2 separate regions of the Rattus norvegicus genome follow, and region 1 is linked to region 2. A link is a contact called in public Hi-C data. All regions are on one chromosome and are shown on one strand. Each heading gives the region's core, a stretch centred on a gene start, on an enhancer-like site or on the middle of the called end of the contact. The rest is flanking DNA. Distances are from core to core; before and after follow the strand shown.

Region 1 (7,504 bases), core at 4,485-6,984, 240 kb after region 2:
CAAGTGTCCACTGGCTGCCAGTCCTTGTGGAAGTGGGGCTTCAGGATCATGCCATTCCGGCTGGGCGCCATGGCTGCCTCCTGTACAGGAGAACGGCCACCAGTGTCTTTCTATAGACTGGGAAAGCCAGAGAAATCTGAGATTGAATCAACTAACCTATGCTCTATCCAGCTATTTATACAATCTATCTAGCTTTGTTCACATGGAGAAAACAATGCTACCCCAGGTTTTATGAAAAGCTGAAGAGGATTCCCACTTGAGTTCTCCCAGTCTTACGAATCCAATGTCTCTCTAACTCAGGAAACAGTTTGTCCCAAAACCCCAACAAGATGATTCTCTGGTCTTTCTTCCCTCAGCTTGAGCATGTAAGAATTCTGACTCGCATGGTTTGCATCTTGCTGAGGTTAGAGCACTCAATTTCCTTTCAGATTTTCTTCCTTCTTGTGGGAAGACAGTCACAGCAATGGCTCCCAGTGGAGTTAGCCCGTATCCCCGACACACTGCCTCATGGTAGTCCCCACCCACACAGATTCATTGCTTGTAGGCACAACTGGCTTTGCTAGTGGGACAGCACGTAGAACCCAAGCAGAGACTTGAGAAAACATCCGGCATTGAGTCTTCCCCTCGTTCTTGCTGGGTTTGGATCCCAGCCACCACACAAGAAGCCAAGAGAGGTCTCTGGAGATGTGTAACCCTGCTAACAGCCAGCATCCCTCGCTAGAAGATCATCTTAACCTACCTCATCCCATTTGAGCAGCTTCATAAAAGCGGTCAGAGAAAGAACCACCCAGCTGAGCCCAGACCGCGTGGTTGCAGAAGAACTGAAGAAAATGGGAGTTGTTTTCAGCCAGGACTTTTTAAAGTTCATCTTATTTTAGTTTTGTATGCATGGGTGTTTTGCCTACATATATGTTTATATGCCGCGTCTATGCAGTGTCCATGGAAACCAAGAGACTGTTTTAGTTCCCTAGAGTTGCACATACTTGTAAGCGTCAATATGGGTGCAAAAACTTGAACCTAGGTCCTCTGGAAGAGCAGCCAGCGCTCTTAACTACTGAGCCATTTTTCTAGTCCCTTGACTAGAGCTTTGAGTTCACTTGCTAGGCAGCAAAAACTGGTTCTCAGATTACTCTTTCTAATTCTTTTTTTTCTCTACCAACGACCAGCACTTTCCTGTGTCCACCAAGCCTCCTAGAAAACAGCATCCTTTACCCTTTCTAAACCCCCAACTGGCTTTTTGCCAAAGAGAAACCCACTCACCCTCAGAACCCTGGTCCCATCAGCACAGAACCAACAGCTGCCCCTGACCCGCTTCTCCTCAAGAGTTAACCCTGACTTCATCAAGTGAGATGTCGCCTTTAAAAAAAGAAAGAAAAGAGAAAAATCAGGAAGAGGGTGGTTTTGCTTTCAAATAATGTTCCAAAACTCTTTGGCTCACCAAGGAGAACTCCTCATCTGGAAAACTGAGCAAGCCTGCTATTTTAGAATGGCACCAGGCCTCCGGCTTCTTGATTCAGCCGCAGTTGCCACCTCTTCTTCACAGAAAAGGAAAACAACTGCTTAGTTGGTCAGCGACTCACTCCCAAGGACCTTAAAGACATTACAGAAAGTGGAGGCCTCTCGCCCTCTTGCCCGCTATACCCCTTCATTTCTACACCCTCACCCCCAGCCAAAAAGACCGGTCTTGTTTCTCCGGAGCAGCTGAACTCCTAACCTGCTTAAGTGAAGACTCCTCTGATGTCCTTGACCCTGTGGCGTCCCCTCCACACTCGTCCCAACAGTGTGAGGAAGACTGAGTGTAAGCCTGTGTAACACTCTAAAAGTGCATGGCTAGCTGACAGAGTGCTATGAAAAACCAGTGAGCTCGCTCACTCAGCCTCCCTTTCCACAGCAGATCAAGCCTGGAAACTTTCCCACACTGCCAGGGAAAAGGTGCTTGTCTTGAGTCAGCCTTGAGCATTGTAGTCAGTGAAAGCTGTTTCTCTGACTGTCCCCAGGCAGAGCTCCTGTGACCCTGCCAGGTCAGAGTGCAGGGGCCTTCAGGCAAGGTGACTCCTTGAGGGGATGAGTGTCTCCTCAAGCATGATTCTTCCTTAGAAATGGACTAGCTGGAGACAAAGGTTATCCTGCTAGAGATAACTTAAGAAGCTGCCTCTGGCTCTGGAGGTTGATGGGATTATGACAGGAAAAGGACCTGAGGTGAGGAAGGAAATCAACCAGATAATGGATCGGGTCAGAGCTATCGATCAATTGTGGCCACCTCTCTGGGTTGGCACATAGGTGAGTCAAAAAAGTTCATGAAAGCTGCTACCGTGCTGCTTCCAGGCTTGGCACGCCAGGCTGCTCCTCTTGCTCAGAAATGCCAGCCATCCTCCCTCCTGCTCTCCCGTCTCAGGAAGGCTTTCCTCATCCCACACCAGCAAGATCTGTCCTTACCACCCCTCTCCCTCTTCGGGGCCCTCAGTGGCCTGTACATTCTCCTACCCATGCTTTCCACATCGGGACAATTGATTGTCTCCTTCTAAGGGACATTTGGCCTCTTACAGGGAGGAAAACACAATCACGTGCATGGCACAGTAGGCCTTAAGTAATGCTCACAGGGTGGACCAACAAACTCCTTACTGTGCGCTTCAACTAAGAGCGTGTTTAAGATTCCCTCATAGGCCTTCAGCTTCTTCTCACCTAGGGTGCCCGTTCTCTACTCCATCTTCCTCTGTAGTCGTCACCCTATCCAACACACATACACGTGCATATGTGCGTGTGTGCCCCCCCACATGCCACAAACATCACAGGCATACACCATGCACACACGCATCATATACCAGACACACACCTACACACACCACATGCCCGGGCACTCACCCCCTCCACCCCCACACACACATCACAAACATCACAGACATACACCATGCACACACGCATCATATACCAGACACACACCTACACACACCACATGCCACAGGCACTCACCACCCCCACCCCCCCACACACACCACAGGCACACACATCATACACACCTCATACACTGTACCACATGTTCACACTACACAACAACACACACACACACACTGTACAGGCACACACCATACACACACATCCCATACCAGACACATAGACACCCCACATGCCACTGGTACACACCACATACCCCCAGGCACACGCCATACACTCACACCCCACACCCCCACACACCATAGGCACATACCATGCACATACACACACAGATACAGACACAGACACAAACACCACATGTATACACCACACAATACCACACATACATCACAACACACTATACACATACAACACACATACACACACCACAGGCACATACATCACACATACCACATAACACATACATACATCACAACACACTATACACATATAACACACATACACACACCACAGGCACACACATCACGCATACCACATAACACATACATACATCACAACACACTATACACATACAACACACATACACACACCACATGCACATATATCACACATACCACATAACACATACATATATCACAACACACTATACACATACAATGCACATATACACACACACACCACAGGCACATAATCACACATACCACATAACACATACATACATCACAACACACTATACACATACAACACACATACACACACCACAGGCACACACATCACACATACCACATAATACATACATACATCACAACACACTATACACGTACAACATACATACACACACACACCACAGGCACACACATCACACATACCACATAACACATACATACATCACAACACACTATACACATACAACACACATACATACATCACAGGCACACACATCACACATACCACATAACACATACATACATCACAACACACTATACACATACAACACACATACATACACCACAGGCACACACATCACGCATACCACATAACACATACATACATCATAACACACTATACACATATAACACACACCACAGGCACACACACCACACATACCACACAACACAAACACACACAACACACCACACACACACACACACCCCACTACATGTACATACCATACATCACACATACCACACACTCCATACCAAAACACATAACCACACACAAACACCACACACACACACACACACACACACACACACACACACACTCACTCACTCCACAGTAAGAACCTCGTTATTCTCTGAATACCATGGATGCAAATCCCCTACAGATATCATGGTTCATTGTTTAACAGAGGAGAGCACTCAAGCCAAAGCAATCTAATCATTTGTGGGAACTGACAATGCTTCAGGCTTCCTTTAAATTCTAACTGTATCTCTCCCCATCAATAATCACATTCGTTTAACTTAGCCCAGGGCCCCACGGAGCCTTTACATACACACAGCTGAGTGAGTGTTCCCAGTTGAGGGAGAAGATTGTATTTATCTATCTCTAAATACAAGGCAGGGCTTGAGGGACCCAAAATGGGACAAGTCAGGGAGATGTCCCCATACAACTTGGTAGATTTTGGAAAGGCTTCAGAAGAGGCTGCTGTGAGCCTGGGCAAGGGCAGGTGACAGAGCATGGGGTGGTGTGGTACACATGAGCCAGGGCTGGTGGCGGGGGTTTGCCTGAAGGTTGGGAAAAGGATGTGAGACTGTAGGATAGACCTGCATGTGTTGTGCGGCTGACGCCCAAGTCATCAGCTGGCATTTTTAAGGAACAAAGCTGTTGATATATCCCTTTTGGGAAACGAGCGAATGGGACTAAGAGCTGGTGCCCACCGGAGCAGTAAGAGACAAAAGCTGAAGTGAGCTCTTAGCTGCAAGTGAAGGAAGGGGAATCCGGCTTTGAAAGCAGGATGGGTTTTTCTCTTCCAGACCCCAAACCCAGGACTTCTAGATACTTGTCTGCCTGTAGGGAAGAATGATTGGGGGGCGGGGGGGATGAGGGCATCCCATCCGTGTGCGCATGCTCTCTGATTGGTTGCAGGGAGAATTTCAAGGGAGAGTCCTGGATAATGCTCACCCCTGTGTTTCTAAGTGGGATTATGTGGGGCTGACAAGTTGGCTCAACCCTGATAGCTGAGTTCTAGTCTCAGGATCCACAGGAATGGAGGAGGGAGAAAACCGACTCCTGCAAACTGCCCTCTGACCTCCACACCCACACCACGGCACTTACCCACCCAATCACACACACATGCAATAATAAATCTGAAATAGGGTTATTCAGAAACCACACCCCCCCCCAACCTCAGGGGAACTTGAGACGGGATTTTTCCGAATTCTTCCTCCTCTTTTCACCTGTGTTCCTTACATACGGCAGGCAGGCAAAGCCATCCAAGAGGATGCCAGAGGCCAGGGGCAGTAATGGGCAGTCACAAAGGAAGTCAAGAAGTCTGTCCTGCCTGCGTGTCTGGAAATCTCAAAGAAAAAAAGAGAAGTGTATAGCCTGATCGCTGCTGGCTTAGGAATCTGTATTTTTCTGACTTCTGGAAACTGAGCAAAAGTCTTTCACAAATTGCTCCAGGAGAATGCAGGAAGCTGTAACCCACAGACCAGGAGCCAGGGGTCAGCCTGGAAGTGAGCCGCTGGAGGGTAGCTTCCCCAGGTAACTGAGACCCTAGGCCCACCGCAGGCTTGCTATTGTGAGGCCAGGCAATCTCTGGACTGACTTAAAAGGTGAACTTCTCAGCCAGCATAGCCAGTGCACATACATAGAAGAGTTTTTAGAGCTACGGCCCAGTGAAAGCTGAGTCACCAAGAGAGGATAGCTGGCTCACAAAACATCTCCCTGACTTGAAGACTTCGATGCCAAGAGGAGATTTGTAACCTGAGCAAAACGCAGACATCTTCCTGTCTATACAAAGTGTCCCTCCCACTTCAAAGGAAATAAGATAATTGATTCTTACATGATATGAGTGACTATAGACCGGGAACACAGGTTCCCCTTGTCCTGAAATATCATGTTCCGATGTGGAAACAGTTTTGAGAACTTTATAGTTACAAAGCAAGGGACAGGATTAGACTCTCAGGTACTATGAGATAGCATTCTTAGTTTGAGGGTTGGTGAAGGTTAAGCTCTGGTTCCTGCATTCCAGGAGGATTCACCAGATAGGAGGAAGGATGTTAGGGGAGATAGATGAGATAAGTGACTGCTAATGGCACTAAAGATAACCAAGAGGAGCCCGGAACTACATCATTCCAACTCTCCATAATCATTAAATCCTAACCTTTAACTCTTTAACATAGGTGTCCTGTGCCCCCCTCCCCCGCCCAACTCAGTTAACACCTATCCTGGAATCAAATAACGCACTGCGGGGGGCGGGGGGGTGCTACAAGGGTGGAAGGTCCCTTTGTTGGGAGAGTTTCCCAAACAACCAAGGTTTAACCAAACACCACCTCAGCATTTAACTGCTCTGAAGAGGCCAGGTTAACTAAGCAAAAGACTCCCATGGATCCTTTGTGTCTCTATCTGCCCAGCCTAGCTTCCCTGGAGCTCTGGGGACCGCCCGGACAGAGATAAGCTGGATTCCTGTAGTCCAGGGGGATACACTCCCGCCTGTGAGAAAGGATCAGATTTACGTGCAGCTGGGCTTCCTGGCAACGACGCAGACCAGACAGAACGAGGAGCCACGTGGAGAAGAGGTGGAGCAGGGGTGGGTGGGCCACAGAGGCTAGTTCTGAGCAGGAGTGGGGATAGGAGAGATGCAGAAAGAAGACTGCTGAGGTGATGCCCAGGCCGGGAGGCCTTCATGGAAGATAGCAGTTTCAGGAAGAAGGGTGCTAGCAGATCGAGTGAGAGGTGCTGAGGCCACAGACAGGACTTCCCCAACCCCATCCTCTTCTGGGACCCTCCTGCCTAGAGAAGTAGTGGTCCTGTTTGCACGTGGCGTTGCTGCCCCCTCCTGGGAGATGCCGGCAGCTGCTCCTCACTCCTGAGACGCTCAGCCGGTTCCAAACCAGCTGTCTGCACTCACAATGGGGTGAACTCTCCCACTGTGAACATTCCCATTAAAATTACCCGGGTCAGCGCAGGCTGGTGGCCGTGGAGCAGGCCTGTAAGCCCAGCCTAGGCAGGAGGATTTGGAAGTCGAGAACAGTCTTAACAATTTAGTGAGACTCTATCTCCTGAGAGTAAAAATAAAAATCAGAAAAAGGATATTGCCCTTGCAAACTTGATCAAGGCAATCCCCAGTATTTGGGGAGGGGGAGTTGGGAGGCAGTGAGGAGGGGAGTGGAATCTATTAAACGTGTCTCCTTTCTTTTAGTTCACATTCTTCGTGTCTTCATGTAATCTGTCTTTTGCCACCAACTTGCACTTGCCAAGAGTGGAGTTTGGCACACGGGGTGTCTCTGTGGGCTCCGGAAGGCAGGGACTATCGGCTGGTGTCGTGGTGCCCTTTGCCTGAGAGCACCTGCAGATCTGCTGGGCCCTAAGGTCTGGCAGTGCTCTTTCTTAGTATGAATAAGCTTTGGCTTATAAAGAAGGCTGAGGTAGCCGAGACTAGCTCAGT
Region 2 (7,144 bases), core at 2,134-4,633:
ACAAAAAATACTTTGTACTATCTAAAAAGTATTACCTTTTTAAAATTAAAATAAATAAAAAATAAAAGTGTTACTACATACAGAAACCAATAAAGGGCATTCCATAATTTTACAATGTGTCAGTTTGATATATCTTCCATCTCTTACACAAGCTTGGTTTTACTTGACCCTCTCCCTCTAAATTATATCTTTTATACAAACTACAATACTACAGTTGGTTTTTTCTTTCATTCCACTGTCACTCCTGTAACTTGCCAAGAACTTAGTTCATAACCTCCTACTTGACTTCCTATAAAATATGACCTACTTCACATCAGCTCGTTCCCCACACAGTTCATCCAAGGGGGCTCTGCAAACCCTAGGGGGCACCTCTACAGATGCAGCAAGCTACTCCATCCCCATTCTGCAGTTAGCAAACGGGCAGAGGAAAGAGAGCATCTTGGAAATAATCACAAAGCCAAACGCCAAAAATAACAATTTTTAGTCAGTCCATGAGAAAATACTGCCCCTAGCTGAAATAACATGAATTTAGTATTAGGAAGCTGCAAAATGCAAACTAGTGCTTGCTTTCAAGCCAAGTCTTATTTCTAAAAACTGAGTGAACCTCAGAATTAAAACATTTAAGACCTTTAAAACACATTTTTTTCTAATGCCGAACTCAGCCTTAATGCCAAAGATTATCTAATGAATCACACCCGGCAACAGCTGCTTTTTACTTTTTTATTTCACCCATTTAAGAGACAGTAGAAGTAACTTTTACATGGACTTAACTGTTTAAAATGGAGTGCCGAGAAGTATGTAATAGACCGATTCCTTACAAACATGTTGGAGTAATAAGTTTAAAGCTGAAATAGTCAAATACTTAGAAAGTTTCCCAGCCACCGTTCATTTATATGTCCAAATATCCTGCTAAGTTAAGGCACCGTTTTTATTTCATGAAAATTCTTACACTCCTCAGCCTTCTGGCTAAGATAAAACTATAAATAAAAGTCTCACATGCATAGAAACAACACAACTCAAGTCGTAAAGCTAGCTTTATGGTGTCTTTGCAATCATTCTTAAGTGCACAAATCACAAACTACACTGCATTATTATTATTATACAGCATTTGCACTGTGCTCACTACCAGAACCACTGAGTGCCCACTTTTAACCTCCAGTTCTGCGCTAAGTATGAGACAAATGCAAATTCTCACAACTTTATGTATTGTTCACAAAATGTGGTTTAAACTGATTACACTATTAATTTTAATAACTACGTTTTTTAAAACCTTCCCAACATGCCAATAGTCCTTAGACTTCATCTATGTCCTCATCAGCAGTCCTTTGTGTACAACTTTATGAAGCTGCATATAATTTTATGGGTAATTTATCTTCTGAAAGTAGTGGTCAACTAGTAGAAAAGAATTTTCTCAACAATACATTCAGTATTAACAACAACCCTGATACAAAAATTCAGGCTATTAGTATACAGTACCTTACACCACACGCCCAGCCCATCACCCAAGCTTTTAACATTACCATAACAAGAAGCCAAAAACAACTTAATGCCCCTGTAACATAAGGAAGTACCTTTAAGATAACCAAACTAAAAGCTACCAGTCTTTGGCCTCCTGTAATTAATGCATTCCACAAAGATTCTCAGAGCAGTATTCTTCAAACCAAAACTGTGTTCTGGTCTTTGACACCTGATTCCCAACGTCGGACTAGGAGTTGTCACACATCCACAGATGTAAAAAGCACAAACTACATACTCAAACTGCAAATTCAAACAATCATAAATGGTAAACTCATTTAAATTATGATGAAGCAAGCCAGTGATCAAATTCCCAAACCAGATGTCTCCTCCCAAAAAGCAGGAGTAGAAAAATCAATTAAAACTGTAGATACAGATTCCAGGAAAAAGGTAACTTCTCCATCCCAACATTCACAAATTTTCAACATCAAAATTCACTCACCTATTCACATCAAACGCATATCCACTGGAGAATATCTGGAACTATTCTCCAACACCAACAAGAAAAAAAGTACCTTTGAGCCTACTTATAACAGTTTTAAAATATACCCTCCCATCAACCCTCAGGTAACCCAGGTGAAACGCTACAGCGGATGCTCTTGGCCTGGGCCGTCAGAAGCCAGTGATGGGAGAGCAATAGCCATCAAGAAATCTAGATCCTTTTCCAGCGCTACTGTTACCAAGCAAAACAATCACGGGCCCAGAAAGATGGCAAAGAAAAGTGGGATCGTTTTAATCCCAAGAGAAAGGCGGACGGGGGTGGGTAGGGGTGTGATCCCGAGAAAAAGAGGTGCGGGGGGGGGGGGGGGGAGCAGGGACGCGGAGGAGCAAACTTAAGTATCCCCAAGCATCTCCCAGACTCAAACAACAAAAGCAAACCGTAGAGTCTGTGTGCACTTAGAAGCACCAGATGGAGTCCCCCGGGCTGAGACAGTTCAACAGACAGACACAGTGGGCAGTGGATAAATCAAGCAAGCAGTGACGCGAGGGGAAGGGGAGCTAAGAGAATGAGACACTACATGGGGGAGACAAAGCCTCTGGGGGGTGACTAAGGACCAAAGAGAAAAAGGTGAGAGGGGATACACACGAGAAAAGACAATGGAAGAAAGAAAGGCAGGAACCTGGTGCCAGGGCTGTGGCAGGTCACCCGGCTACTGAGGAGAGGGATACAACAAAGGGGCACGGGAGGAAGGACAGTGGAGTGGAGGTGCAGACGGGATGCGGGGCGCGCAGCAGCTCCCACATATCGCCTAAGGCGGCGAAACAAAGGGCCGGGGGCAGAGTCGCGGGGGGCAGCGCGCAGAGACAAAGCGCTCGGGCGCCCAGGGCAGCGGCTGGGCGGACAGGCGACGCGGGCCACAGGGAACAAAGCTGCGCTGGGATCCCGGCCAGGCCGGCCAAGGAGGCGCGCGGCGGGCACGGTGCCCACGGCCCCGCGCGCCGGCCGCACTCCGCCCGCAGCCGCCGGCCTCGTCACCGCCCGCCCTCACGCGCCGGAGCCCGCTCCACCGCGGCGCACCAAGAGTCCCGCACCACCCCGCGCGGCCGCGTCGCCGCCCGCGCCGCCTCCCGAGCCCAGGCGCGCCGCGCAGCCTCGGCCCGCTGCCTACCGCAGGCAGTCAGACGCCCGCAACTTTCCCGGTTCCCAGCACTCGCTGCCCCCTCAGACTTACCCTGTCACAACAGGCGCCATCTTCCACAAACTCTCGCCAAAACTCCAACCCTCGCGAGATTCCCCCCGCCGCCTTTCCCTGCTCCTCTCCCCCGCCCCTTCCCTCGGCCTCGCTGATCGCTGCCACCCGGCCCCCGCGCCGTCTTTCCCTGCTCCGCCGCCGCCAGGAGCCAGCCACCTCGCGCCGCCCGCGGACTAAGGGATCCTGTTCACTGCCTTCCCTGGAAACCTACCCCGACGATGGAGCATGCGCAGGCCGCTCCTCCGCGGACGAGCCCTTCGTGTAGTCCATGGGGAGCGCTCCGGTTATCCGGGTTTTGGGACGCGCCCTCGGGGACGTACGTGGAGACTGAGGAAAACCGGAGGGCATTACTACGGGGACCAAGACTAGAGGGGTCAGGAGGCGGGGCCCAAGGGCCGGGAGGAGGGGTCCTGGGAAAATGTGAGCGTTTCACAGGCCTAGATGAGACACCTCCTCAAGTGGGTGTATTCCAAGTGGCTTCCCGCTCGCAGCGGGTTCCCAGCCCTTTTCATTCATTCGGACGCTCACTGGACACCTCCCTTATTCTAATCTCCGTATCAGGTGCCGGAGCGGTGAGGACCGGATCTCTGTCCGGTCCCCGTGACCTGCCAGCGACCGTCTTCATTCATTTGCTCCTGCACTACCCGCACACGTGGTGAGATAGGCATGACTGCCGCGTGGCCTGACCCTTTCCAGAGCTCTGCAGGCGAAAAGCTTTGGGAGCTAAAAGCTCTGTGGCTGTCGCCGCTTCTCCCCGATGGGAGACGAGGTCATCCCGAGGTCAGCCTCTGACAAAGGCGCCCCCCAGATGTCCACCTTGCACCCACACGCCAGAGCCCCGAATGATTCTCCCCAGAGCCACCACTACGAGCCACACTTCAAGCCTAGGCACTTGGGAGCGAGCTACCCGCCGAGCTCCGGCTGCCTAGGAACTCAAGGCAACAGCCAGCTTGCAGGATGGAGGTGTAGGTGCAGGCGTGTAGGTGACCGCCTAGAAGCAGCTCCTCCGGAGGTGGTCTGACCCTGTCGCCCGCTGCTTGCCTGGAACACCTCCTAGGCAGGTGGAGGCCGAGAGCCCAGCCCCTCCCCTCCCCTACCTGCGATCCTCCCTGCTCCCCCTCCCGGCCCTTTGCTTTCCAAGAGATTCCCAGCTCTTGTACTGCCTCCCGCAGGGAGCCACAAAACCCGGAAAACTGGACTAGACCGCCCGAAACCCTCTCCGAAGCGCCGCAGGATTGGCGCGGCGCGCTCGCGCCACTGCGCATGTGCGCAATGCGGGCAGCCGAGTCTCACGCTACACCTCCTTCCACCGCTCGGCTCAGACACAACACGGGCCGTGGGAAATTTCCTAAACCTCGCGAGAATGCGCTCTCCTACCCACCCGCGGGCGGCTGGTCGTGCGCCCTAAATCTCGCGGAGCGGGGCCCCGACAGGTGTTCGTCTCGTGCGGCTCCCGGCGCGCGTGCCGGGGCGCGAAAGGCAGGGTCGGGCTGGCCCGCAAGGCGGGGCGGTGGGCGTGTGGCGGGGAGCGGCTGGCGGAGGCCGTCCTGGCACACTCACGCACGCGCCAGGGAAGCTTCCTGTCGCCCTCCGGAGCCTGGTACTTTCCTGAAATGTGACAGACGCGGTGCCCCCCGCCTCCGGGAGCTGACAGACAGCCCCGTGTCGGCTTTGAGTCATACATCTGAGTCACCTAGTCTGGCCTCCACTTCACTTGCTTTACAACAAGTTTGGATTCCCTTAACTGTGCTAGCAATGGGTGGTTTTTTCTTTATAGTGTCTTCGATGGCTTTGTGAGCCGGGCAAGGCTCCGGGAAAGCTGAGCTTGACGATCTCACACGTTTGTATTGTGGTACGAGGACACGATTTAAATATCTACCCCTTAGTCTGTCCTACATAGATACCAGTTTCTGTCTCCTCTCTCCCCCATATGACTTAAAGTGCCAGTTTTGTTTCCTTCCTCTTTCTATACTTTTGTAGTAAGCATCCCATTTTAGGTACTGTTTCATCAGATACGTTAGTGGCTGCTGTTCTCCACGCACCCTTCTTGAATTATTTACTTGCTCAAGAGGTGTCAGAACTTTCTTCAGTCCGCCACTTTTCAGACTGGTGTGGTGCTGTGCAGGACTAGTATCTTGCTGTCATCATGCACCCACAAATAAAGATTGAACTTTGACATTTAAAGGACAGTGAACCCTCTAGTAGCTAATGTCTCCTGGTTGAAATCAAGCTTTGCTTTATAAAGGTTTATAAGGGTATGCAATATGCGTTTGCCTGTTACTTTGATTATTTACTTGACGTTTTAAAAAAGACGTATGGCCATTTAATATGCTATGTCAAAACAAGTCTCACCCAGAACAAGAAAGTGCTGCAGAAGTAAAGTGCCTTTAAACATTTCCTCAGAGCCATGGTCATCCCAATGAATTTAAAACCTAGTGTGGTCTGTGACACTAATGTTGGACCGACGGCCATGAGACCTTGGAAAGCCTTGTTAGTCATAAAACTAATCTCAACTCATCAGCTCCACCTACAGTGTTTTCTCAATAAAGCCAATTCCTTTGCTCTCACAGAAGGGGACCTTGGAATTACTTTTGCCTTTTTATATCGCACATCCTGGATTCCACCAAGGAAAATCATGCTAGTCAGATCTACTAGTCTGTTTTCTAATCAGTAATATGTAAAGAAAGGAAGCTAATATTGCTCCCAGCTTTGGAGGGTGCAGGAGCAAATGATGCTAACATCTGTTTGACTGCCGCAAGTCCTCCTCAACAGATGGTGTCACAATAATAAAAGTATGTGCAAACAGAAGAGGTTCACATACACTAGAAGATTGGAAACCAGAGGCAGAACGAGAGCCAGGTTCATTCTTTTTAAAAGATCAAGTTACCTTGTCTTTTTTTATATGTGTGGGTATGCACAGGCCACAGCACACGTGGAGGTCAAAGAACAACTTGCTAAGTTTATTCTCACCTACTATGTGGGTTCCAGGGATCAATCTTTGGTTGTCAGATTTGATGCCCTGATTATATGCCACTGGGCCCAAGTTCTTGAAAATTCAACTACTTCTCACGTTACTACTTTGAGCTCCAAGATTGTGCTAGCTGCCTAACTCTCCTGACTGATTGATTCCCACGCTGTCCCTCCCCTTCCTTTACTTGCAATTCTAGCCTGCTGCCCTTCTTGAAGCTCAGGGGGCAGAGTAGGCACTCGAAACTCCAAGCCTGTGTTGTTTCCTTGAACAACAGTGCTCTCCCCTCACACATATAGGAGGAAGGAAGACTCTTTAAGTCTTTAGGGAAATGTCAGACCCTGGCCAATTTCTGGCCATCCTTCCTAACAGTGATTCGAATGCTTTCTTTCATGCTTTGTTTCTCTGTCTTCAAGCCTCAGTCTCCTGGAACATCATCTGAGGTGAGGTAGGTAGTCATTTGCAGGAAGAATGGAGGGGAGATAGGTAATCTCTCAGGGCAGAGTAGAGATGATTTTAAAGGATGAAAGGAAGAATATTTGAAAGTGGTGGTGGTGGTGGTGGAAGGGGAGCCCATTTAGAATTAGACCAGTAAATGGGGCTCTACTTTTAAGAGTTTTTCTGCTCTTCATGTGAGTCCCTCAGGAGAGAAAAAATTCTTTTAATGGACAATAAAGAAAAAGACACTTCCATTAGTGGCTCGTGGGATTAAAATTATGGTTTCATGTTGGGGTCCTCTCACTTCAAGGGGAGACAACCCTGAACAGTTTCTAACAGAGTTATATACCTTGCAAACAATTGGGGCAAAATTCAAACAATTGGGGCAGAATTTGCACAATGGTAACTATGCAGGGTACTATTATCACTTGGTGGAGCGAAACAACTTTCAGATTGGACCCAGTGTCCCATTCAAGACTTTCCCAAGTTGGGGGAGGGGGAATCAGTTGGAAGCCATAGGTAGCTTTGT

What was found. Hi-C and Micro-C count contacts between places; a contact is called where the count stands out from the background.
Region 1: a Hi-C map of the A7r5 cell line shows a contact between it and region 2, with 7 times the contacts expected there. The contact joins the enhancer-like site here to the promoter of Rbpj in region 2. A contact is called at or near these places in 9 of 12 Hi-C or Micro-C datasets (the A7r5 cell line, the Rat2 cell line, Schwann cells and 6 more) and 1 of 1 datasets of contacts at active chromatin or transcription factors (oligodendrocytes).

The regions. Positions count from the first base shown.
Region 1 is chr14:61,845,832-61,853,335 of GRCr8, forward strand. LOC100361259 (60S ribosomal protein L13-like) reads right to left here and starts at 91. Exons shown (of 1, transcript XM_039092755.2): 1 at 1-91. The coding sequence starts at 71. Within about 2 kb of position 5,735, at least 11 of the 93 cell types and tissues checked have an H3K27ac peak or open chromatin away from gene starts, as enhancers often do. A contact at or near this core is called in the A7r5 cell line, where this site is marked.
Region 2 is chr14:61,611,877-61,619,020 of GRCr8, forward strand. Rbpj (recombination signal binding protein for immunoglobulin kappa J region) reads right to left here and starts at 3,384. Exons shown (of 11, transcript NM_001414973.1): 1 at 3,189-3,384. The coding sequence starts at 3,208.